3 separate regions of the Ovis aries genome follow, and all the other regions are linked to region 1. The links are chromatin contacts, called in public Hi-C maps. All regions are on one chromosome and are shown on one strand. Each heading gives the region's core, a stretch centred on a gene start, on an enhancer-like site or on the middle of the called end of the contact. The rest is flanking DNA. Distances are from core to core; before and after follow the strand shown.

Region 1 (3,161 bases), core at 276-2,775:
CAAAGCCTCTCTAGAACTCTTCTATCTTGCAGGACTGAAACTGCACCCACTGAACTGCAAAGCCCCACATCCCCCTCCAGTCCCCTCCCCAAGTCCTTGGCAACCACCCTTCTACTTGCTGTTCCTATGAATCTGACGAGTTTAAAAATACCTCATGTAAGCATCATCAAGAGATGGAAACCACCTAAATGCCTGCTGAAAGATGAGTGGAGAAAGGAGACACGGTGTTTTCCATAGGATGGAATATTATTCGGGTGAAGGGAATCTTGTCACAGGCTACGGCATGGATGAACCTGCAGGACATTATGCTCTGTGAGAAAAGCCAGCCCTGGGAGGTCAGATTCTGCCCAAGCTTGACTCTCATTCCACTGGACCTGAGTCACAAGGTGGCATATTCAAATCCCCTGGAGATCCTCAACAACCTCCACACCTGGCTGCTCTCCAGACCAAGGAGATGGCGACCTCCGTGGAATCCAGGCTTCAGAAGCTGCCCAAGTGGTTCTGGCATATGGCAGGTTTGAGAACACAGGATCTGGAGTCGGAAAATCTAATTTCAAGCCTCAAGTCTGCTGCTTACTAGGTAAGTGGGCTTGGCCCGATGAACCGTCATAAGAGACGAATAGTCCTCACCGAGCACTGGGTGTAGGCCCCCCTGCTGTTGCTGCCATGGCTGCTCCCATTTTACAGACAGCAGAGGCCCAGAGACATCAAGCGTCTTGCCTGAGGTCACACCGCAGGGAAACGCGGGGACCAGATCACCAGGAAGCATTGGCATACAGGTCTCATTGGTCCTAGTGAGATACTTCTGGATGTCGCACTTCATTCTAAGAACATCTGGGGGCCTTTAGGGGACCTTTTATTTGGGAACAAAAGACCAGCCATCCCAGGATGACAGCGGATGACAGAGAGGGAAAGCAGGCGTCAGGTGAGACAGCATCACTAGCTCCATGGACATGAATCTGAGCAAACTCCGGGAGACAGTGAAGGATAGGGGAGCCTGGCGTGCTGGAGGCCAGGCTCAGGCTCAGGCTCAGCAACTGAGCACCACCAACAGGCTTCAAGGAAATGCAAACCGAAGCACAGCTAAGAAGGCAGAGATGTGGCGGCCGCCTCGTCACACCCCGTCCCGCGTCTCCAACTCAGGGTCAGGGCAGGAACGCGGATGCTGAACTCGGCTCCAGCGGCCTTCCTCTCTGCACGACACGGGCAGCACATCCTGGCAACTGAACTTCCCCTCCTGGCCAAAAAAAAGCTACTATATTTCAGGGAGCCCTGTGCCAAGGTCCAGTTACACGTCGCTTTCCTCTCCCGTGTGCCATTCACCTTTGGAATTACACTGCTGTCCTTCTATAAACACGGAGAGGCCCTTCTTTCCTGGTTCCTCTGGCCTCTGTTTGTTCTAGCTGATGATAAATGTTGAGCTAATGTGCAGTTTCAGCCTCGGGACCAGGAACATCCTGTACCGCTCGGACAGGTCAGGCCCACGGTGTGGCAGGCTGCCACTGGCTTCACCCTGTTCCCTCCAATGCTGTGACCTGTTGTGGGCTCTGGCCACCTCCTCATGGAGGCCAATTACTGTATTTCCTGGTATATAAAGCCCTAGAGCAGAGGTGGCTCCCAGCTGGGGGCAATTTTGCCTTCCCTCCCCAGGGGACATCTAGCAATGTCTGGAGACAGTTTGTGCGTGCGAGCTAACTTGCTTCAGTCATGTTCGACGCTTTGCAACCCTATGAACTGTAGCCCACCAGGCTCTTCTGTCCATGGGATTCTCCAGGCAAGAATACTGGAGGGGGCTATCATGCCCTCCTCCAGGGTATCTCCCCACCCCAGGGATCAAACCCACATCTCCAGTGGCTCCTGTGTTGCATGTGGAGCCACCAGCAAAGCTCCAGAGACAGTTCCAGTCAGTTCAGTTGCTCAGTCATGTCCAGCTCTTTGTGACGCCATGGACTGCAGCATGCCAGGCTTCCCTGCCCATCAACAACTCCTGGAGCTTGCTCAGACTCATGTCCATCGAGTTGGTGCCGTCATGCAAACATCTCATCCTCTGTCGAACCCTTCTCTTCCTGACTTCAGTCTTTCCCAGCATCAGGGTCATTTCTAGTGAGTCACTTCTTTGCATCAGGTGCCCAAAGTATTGGAGTTTCAGATTCAGCATCAGTCCTTCCAATGAATATTCAGGACGGATTTCCTTTAGGATGGACTTGTTGGATCTCCTTGCAGTCCAAGGGACTCTCAAGAGTCTTCTCCAAAACCACAGTTCAAAAGCATCAATACTTTGGTGCTCAGCTTTCTTTCAGAGAAGGCAATGGCAAGCCACTCTAGTACTCTTGCCTGGAAAATCCCATGGATGGAGGAGCCTGGTAGGCTGCAGTCCATGGGTTCACTAAGAGTCGGACATGACTAAGTGGCTTCACTTTCACTTTTCACTTTCATGCATTGGAGAAGGAACGGCAACTCATTCCACTGTTCTTGCCTGGAGAATCCCAGGGTCGGCAGAGCCTGGTGGGCTGCCATCTATGGGGTTGCACAGAGTCGGACATGACTGAAGCGACTTAGCAGCAGCAGGTTGGTCATAGATTTCCTTCCAAGGAGCAAGCATTTTTTAATTTCATGGCTGCAGTCACCATCTGCAGTGATTTTGGAGTCCAAGAAAATAAAGTCTGTCACTGTTTCCATTGTTTTCCCATCTATTTGCCATGAAGTGATGGGACCGGATGCCATGATCTTAGTTTTTTGAATGTTGAGTTTTAAGCCAACTTTTTCACTCTCCTCTTTCACTTTCAAGAGGCTCTTTAGTTCTTCTTTGCTTTCTGCCAAAAGGGTGGTGTCATGTGCATATCTGAGATTATTGATATTTTTCCTGGCAATCTTGATTCCAGCTTGTGCTTTGTCCAGCCCAGCATTTCGCATGATGTGAATACTTCACACCGAAGTATTGATGCTTTTGAACTGTGGTGTTGGAGAAGATTCTTGAGAGTCCCTTGGCCTGCAAGGAGATCCAACCAGTCCATTCTAAAGGAGATCAGCCCTAGGTGTTCATTGGAAGGACTGATGCTGAAGCTGAAACTCCAATACTTTGGCCACCTCATGCGAAGAGTTGACTCATTGGAAAAGACTCTGATGCTGGCAGGGATTGGGGGAAGGAGGAGAAGGGGACG
Region 2 (3,161 bases), core at 318-2,817, 180 kb after region 1:
TGTGGTGGGAAATCCAGAGGGACACAAGAGAGTCTTGAATCTTCTAGCCAGCCCCTGCCTGAATGAAGCCACATGAGTGAGCCCAAATAAAACCAGAGGAGTCATGAGAAATAAGAAACCACTGTTGTCTTAACCAGTAGATATCTGGATAATTTGTTATGCAGCAATTGCTAACTGATACATGGAGAAGGAAATGGTAACCCAGTCCAGTATTCTTGCCTGGAGAATCCCATGGATGGAGGAGCTTGGTGGGCTACAGTCCACGGGTCGAAAAGAGTCCGACACGACTGAGCAACTTCACTTCACTTTCACAGGGGAGACAGAAAGAACTAAAGGAGGCTGGTGCTCAGGCTGATGACTTGAGTGCTTCAGCAGGGGTAGCATCAGTCTCTGAGATGAGAGCTCCAGAGACAGGAACTAGTTTGAGGAGAAAGCTGTGGACGTGTTTGTCATGCTCACAGGACATCCATGCAGTAAAATCCAATAGGCATCAATTGAGATACCTGGGTTTGAACTTAGTGAGAAATAGGGGCTGGAGACTGGGGAATGTTTCATATGGGCTATCAGAGGATGTGGAAAGTTCCACTAAAAGTGGTCCAAGAAAAGAGTCTTGAGGAGTGCTCGTGGTAAGAAGTGGTTCTCAAACTTTAGTGGATGTCATTACCATCTGGTGAGAATGTGAAGATGCAGATTCCCAGGCTCATCCCTCTAGCTGTTGATTAAGTAGGTCAGGGATGGGCCCGGGGAATCTGCTTTGCCGCCTGGCTTCCAGCCTTCTGTTCCCAAACACAACAGATGGAAACTCCCATCCCAGGTGAAGCAGAGGCGTTTGGCCGGGAGAGGAGGAGACCTGGCACAACGCTGAGAGAAGCTGTGTTTGATTTTGTTTTACTTCACCATCATTCTTACAGCCTTGTGAGCAGTAGGGAGGGGAAGGTTAGAGAACAGTAGACGCTTTCCTCCCTGCCACCGGGCAAAGAATGAGGCTAAAACCACTGGGTGAAAGGTTGATTGAGAACAAGATATTCAAGTGACCTCAACATGTCACCCACAAAGTCTGTACTAATTACAAATGGAAATGGTACCATTCCCTGACATGTTTCTATTTGAGCACACAACATCTTTATTAAGTGATCAAGCCCTAATATCACCAGTAATGGGACCAACTGGTATCATGCGCTTCCTGCTGCGCTACAACTTCAAGTGCATTCTGCTAAAAACTTTAACCTGAATTTAATCAAGGGGGTTGGGGGAGCGAGGATGGCAGGCTCCTCCTTAACTTGAAAATAAAAGTGTATATAAGCTAACAGCTTTGCGTCAATCAAATCTCTTGGGTATGAAAATGGCATTGATGTAGGGCAACCCCTTTGTTTCTAGCAGACACGCTGAAGTATTTAGGATGGATAACTGAGGCTCAGTTTTAAAAGGAACAGAAAACCGCCCTAAGCACCTGCCACACAGGGTTTGCGCGTGCGCAGAGTCCTCTTTCGGAGACTTATTTCGCGCAGCTGGAGGGTCAGATTGAGCACCACGAGACGGAAATATGCAACCGCGGTTTCCGGTGACCGCGTAAGCGTCCAGAGCAGCAGAATGGAGGAGGTGCCTCACGGTGAGCGCGCGGAGGGGGCTCGGGTAGGGGGAGCTGAAAGGAGAGGAGCCATTCTAACTGTGATCTTGTCTCCGCGCAGACTGTCCAGGGGCCGACAGTGCCCAGGCAGGTCGAGGAGCCTCATGTCAGGGGTGCCCCAATCAGCGGCTCTGCGCTTCTGGAGCTGGTGCTGCCTCGGACCCGGGTGAGAAAGGGGCAAGGCTTGAATGGGAAGTGAAAGGCACTATTCCGGAAGAGGCGGGGCGTGGGTGCAGTGGGAGGGGGTAGAGATGAGTGACAGGGTCGGGGCCCAGAGGAGGCGGGCGTGGGGAAACCTCTGCAGTTAAGGGGCGGGGCTTGAGGAATGAGTGACAGAAGCGGAGCCCGGACGGGAAGAACGTGGGAAAAATTGGCGGGGTCGGGGCGGAGCCTGACTCAGTGACTGGCGTGGGGTCCAAAGGGGTCTCGGGAGGGGCGGGGCAGGGGTGAAGGTAGGCAGGGTGAGGGGTGGGGCGGAAAGTTTGAGTGACAGCAAGTGGAATTGGTCGGAAGGAGGGTGGCACCAACCTGAATAGGGTATAAACTTTGAAGTCAGGGAGCTTGGGCTTAAATCCTAGCTCTGCTAGCTGTTTTCTTTGGACAAAATTTCCTTCCTTTTTGAGGAGCGCTTCTCCCATGAATTCAACAGAAGTATGAATCATTCACTTGAAGGCACAGTGTTCTGTGCTGGGTACACAGCTGTGATTGAGACAGATGAAGTCATCTGTCTCATTTTTAAGCCTTAACTTCTCTGACCCTCCGTTTCCACATCAAACTGGGGAAAAACAGTGTTTTAAGGATTTGAACTAGGAGGAAGTACTGAAGGCATAGTATTATAAATGTGTAATAATAATGGTTATCGGTGACAGGTACTAAGTGCCTGCAGTATTTGTCAGTATCTCGCTCCCAGCACTCCTGACATTCAGGGCTGGATAATTCTTTGTTGTGTGTCTCTGCCCTGAACATCGTAGGACATTTAGCAGCATTCCTGGCCTCTACTCACTACGTGTGGGCAGCATGCCTTCCTGTGGCAACCAAAAATATCCCAAGATGCTGCCAAATGCATCCTGGTGGGGTTTACCCCTAGGTTGGGAATCACTGCTGCATTCAGAGCTGTGTTCTGGACTTGGGAATATAGTATGAACACTGCTGAGTTCCCTGCTTCATGGACTTTATGTTCTAGTAGAGGAGACAAATGAGTAAACCAAGAAGTAAGGAACTCTCAGATGTGCTGGTAGCTTTGTGGGTTTGTTTTGGGGGCTTTTTTGGATTTTTTGTAGCTCTTATTACTACCATTGGTGAGGTGCTATTTCACTCACGATCCCTTGAAATAGTCGAGGACTTACCTCCTTCCAGCCATCGATAGAGTGACATTCCGAGAAAAACAAATATCATATGATATTGTTAATATGTAGAATCTAAAAGAATGGTACAAATGAACTTATATACAAGACAGAAATAGTGTCAGAGATGTAGAAAACAAACTTATGGTAATGGGGTGGGGCAGGGGGGTGATAAATTGGGAGATTGAGAT
Region 3 (3,161 bases), core at 271-2,770, 160 kb after region 1:
ATCAAGATTGCCAGGAGAAATATCAATAACCTTGGATATGCAGATGACACCATCCTTATGGCAGAAAGCAAAGAAGAACTAAAGAGCCTCTTCATGAAAGTGAAAGAGGAAAGTGAAAAAGTTGGCTTAAAACTCAACATTCAGAAAACTAAGATCACAGCATCTGGTCCCATCACTAAATAGATGGGGAAACAGTGAGCAACTTTATTTTGGGGGGCTCCAAAATCACTGCAGATGGTGATTGCAGCCCTGAAATTAAAAGACACTTGCTCCTTGGAAGAAAAGCTATGACCAACCTAGACAGCATATTAAAAAGCAGAAACATTACTTTGCCAACAAAGGTCCATCCAGTCAAAGCTATGGTTTTTCCAGTAGTCATGTATGGATGTGAGAGTTTGACTATAAAGAAAGCTGAGCACCGAAGAAATGATGTTTTTGAACTGTGGTGTTGGAGAAGATTCTTGAGAGTCCCTTGGACAGTGAGGAGATCCAGCGAGTCCATCCTAAGGGAAATCAGTCCTGAATGTTCATTGAAAGGACTGATGTTGAAGCTGAAACTCCCATACTTTGGCCACCTGATGTGAAGAACTGACTCATTGGAAAATGAGTTTCCCACCCTGATGCTGGGAAAGATTGAAGGCGGGAGGAGAAGGGGACAACAGAGGATGAGATAGTTGGATGGCATCACTGACTCGGTAGACATGAGTTTGAGTAAACTCCAGGAGTTGATGTTGGACAGGGAGGCCTGGCATGCCGCGGTCCATGGGGTCACCAAGAGTTGGACATGACTGAGCGACTGAACTGAACTGATAGGTGGTGATGCAGCTCAAACAGAGCTACAAGATGCCTGTCACCTTGACCTTCAATCAAGAGGGGTGTGTAGGACTGTACCGCAGGGCTGACATCCCAGGCACCCCCAGGATCCCCTCCCTGCTCCACGCTCACCTGCAATGGGCACCTCAGCTCCTCAGCCGCGCACTCCAGCCGCCTCTTGATGGCATCCAAGCTGTGGTTCTCGTTCAGAAGCCTCTCCAGCTCGTAGTTCAGCTCCGACTTCCAGAAGCCGATGTCCGACAGCCTCTGGCCCAGGTTCCGGCAGGTCCCCTCCTGCATCTGGCGCGTCAGCTGATCCTTGTCCTGCATGAGCCGCATGGAGTCGCCCGTCATCCGGCCGGCCCAGAGCCGCGAGGCCTCGGCCCCACATAACTGCAGCCGGTTGGACCGGTCCCAGTCCTGGGGACTGTAGCGACAGAAGAGGGCGGAGCGGCCTGCCGGCAGGATGGTGGGTGGCCGCAGGGCGCTGCGGCAGGTGGCCGCCTCGTCCAGGCAGGTCTGGGCGTTGGCCACCCTGTAGAAGAGGCTGGGTCTCCAAGCATTGAGGTAGCGGTACCCTGGCAAATAGTAGGGCTGGTAGCACTCCTGGATGGTCGGGCCGGACGCCACCGGGGGCAGCGCGCTCCCACCACAGGGTTTCTTGGGACCACAGTAAGTGGCAGTCTGAGTCGTTCCAAGAAACTCCATCTTCCCCCATCAGCCCCGCTAGGGCAAAAGTCTACCCTGGGGAGGCCAGGGCACCACAGGAAGGGGAAGGGGCTTCTCTTAGGGATGGGCAGGGCCTCTATGACTCTGGCACTGTTGTCATAAAGCCTGAGGGAGTGATGCCCTCCTGGGGCCACATACCCCCCACCCCACGGCTCACTTACCCCCTGCTGGGGCCATGGCATCCCAAGAGAAACACAGACAAGACAACCAACAGCATGAATGAGTTTTTCAGTCTACAAGAGTTGGAGGTGCAAGAGATGGCATTTGTATATTTTCAATAAATAATCAAATCTGCCTTTCCACACTTAACTCTGCCTATGGGAGAATGTGGTCCACTCCAGTACATCCAATCAACTCAGGGTCAAGGCGGTCAAAGCTAGTTGTTTCCCTTCTCTCTTTGTCCCCAGGATGGCACCAGAGTGGCCCATGCACATCATGGGATACCACTCAGGGGTAAGAAAACAGAATGAGCTCTTGGAACACAAAAGAGCAGGATTAAGCTCAGTGGAAGCAGCTAGACTCACATCCTGTATGATCCCATCTACACGACATTCTGGAAAAGGTAGATCCATGTGGACAGAAGACAGGTCGACGGGGCTGGCGGTGAGAGAGAGATTGACCAGAAGGGGAGGGAGAAAATTTGGGAATGATGACAGCACTGTTCTATATCTTGATGGTGATGGGGGTTATGCAACTATCTGTCAAAACCCATAGAACCACCCACTAGAAAGGGTGAAGCTCCAATACTTTGGCCACCTGATGCGAAAAACTGACTCACTGGAAAAAGACCCTGATGCTGGGAAAGATTGAAGGCAGGAGGAGAAAGGGACAACAGAGAATGAGATGGTTGGGTGGCACCACCGATTCAATAGACATGAGTTTGAAGAGACTCTGGGAGATAGTGAAGGACAGCCTAGGGTCTGCAGTCCATGGAGTCACAAAGAGTCAGACACAACTGAGTAACTGAGCAACAAAAAAGAGTGGTTTTTACTGTATGTAAATTATACTTCACCAAACCTGAACTTAATAAGGAGGTGGGGGAGGGGTTGTGACCTCATTGGCAGGGCTCTGCCATGTCTGATTGGCTTCACCGTTAACTCACAGCACCCAACACAGGACTAAATGGATGAATGCGAGTCTAGGCTGAGGGTTTCATTATTCCAGAAAAAGCGTTCAACCTTCCATTCTATACCAATACTTTTATTCCATCAAGAAACTTCCTCCCCTCCCTGGTTGGTGGGAGCCGCAATAAAGTCTCAAGGTATTCAACAAGAGGGGTGATTGATTTGTGGGGTCCCTTCTCCCTTTTGAGGGCTTCCCAGGTGGTGCCAGTGGTAAAGGACCTCCCTGCCAATTCAGGAGATGTAAGGGATGTGGGTTCAATCCCCGGGTGGGGAAGATCCCCTGGAGGAGGGCATGGCAACCCTCTCCAGTATTCTTGCCTGGGAAATTCCATGGACAGAGGAGCCTGGCGGGCTGCAGTCCATGGGGCTGCAGAGAGTCTGGCACAACTGAAGCGACTTAGCACACACACACATAACCCTATTCTACCGATTCTATTCTTCCCTCTTTTGAAATGAAAAAGACAATACAGTCAGCCCTCAAATGGTGCTTGTTGG

The links. A called contact is a pair of places that touch in the nucleus more often than the background predicts.
Region 2: a contact with region 1 is called in a Hi-C map of liver, with 4 times the contacts expected there. The contact joins the promoter of NUBP1 here to the enhancer-like site in region 1. A contact is called at or near these places in 8 of 16 Hi-C or Micro-C datasets (blood, hypothalamus, liver and 2 more).
Region 3: a contact with region 1 is called in a Hi-C map of retroperitoneal adipose tissue, with 4 times the contacts expected there. The contact joins the promoter of TEKT5 here to the enhancer-like site in region 1. A contact is called at or near these places in 12 of 16 Hi-C or Micro-C datasets (blood, hypothalamus, liver and 6 more).

The regions. Positions count from the first base shown.
Region 1 is chr24:9,778,371-9,781,531 of ARS-UI_Ramb_v3.0, forward strand. No RefSeq gene overlaps it. Among named protein-coding and RNA genes, the nearest start is that of EMP2, 76 kb to the right of the region's middle. Within about 2 kb of position 1,526, at least 7 of the 54 cell types and tissues checked have an H3K27ac peak or open chromatin away from gene starts, as enhancers often do. A contact at or near this core is called in liver, where this site is marked.
Region 2 is chr24:9,962,302-9,965,462 of ARS-UI_Ramb_v3.0, forward strand. It overlaps NUBP1 (NUBP iron-sulfur cluster assembly factor 1, cytosolic), which reads left to right and starts at 1,568. Exons shown (of 10, transcript XM_042240717.1): 1 at 1,568-1,609; 2 at 1,689-1,793. The coding sequence starts at 1,591.
Region 3 is chr24:9,936,998-9,940,158 of ARS-UI_Ramb_v3.0, forward strand. It overlaps TEKT5 (tektin 5), which reads right to left and starts at 1,521. Exons shown (of 7, transcript XM_004020767.4): 1 at 946-1,521. The coding sequence starts at 1,521.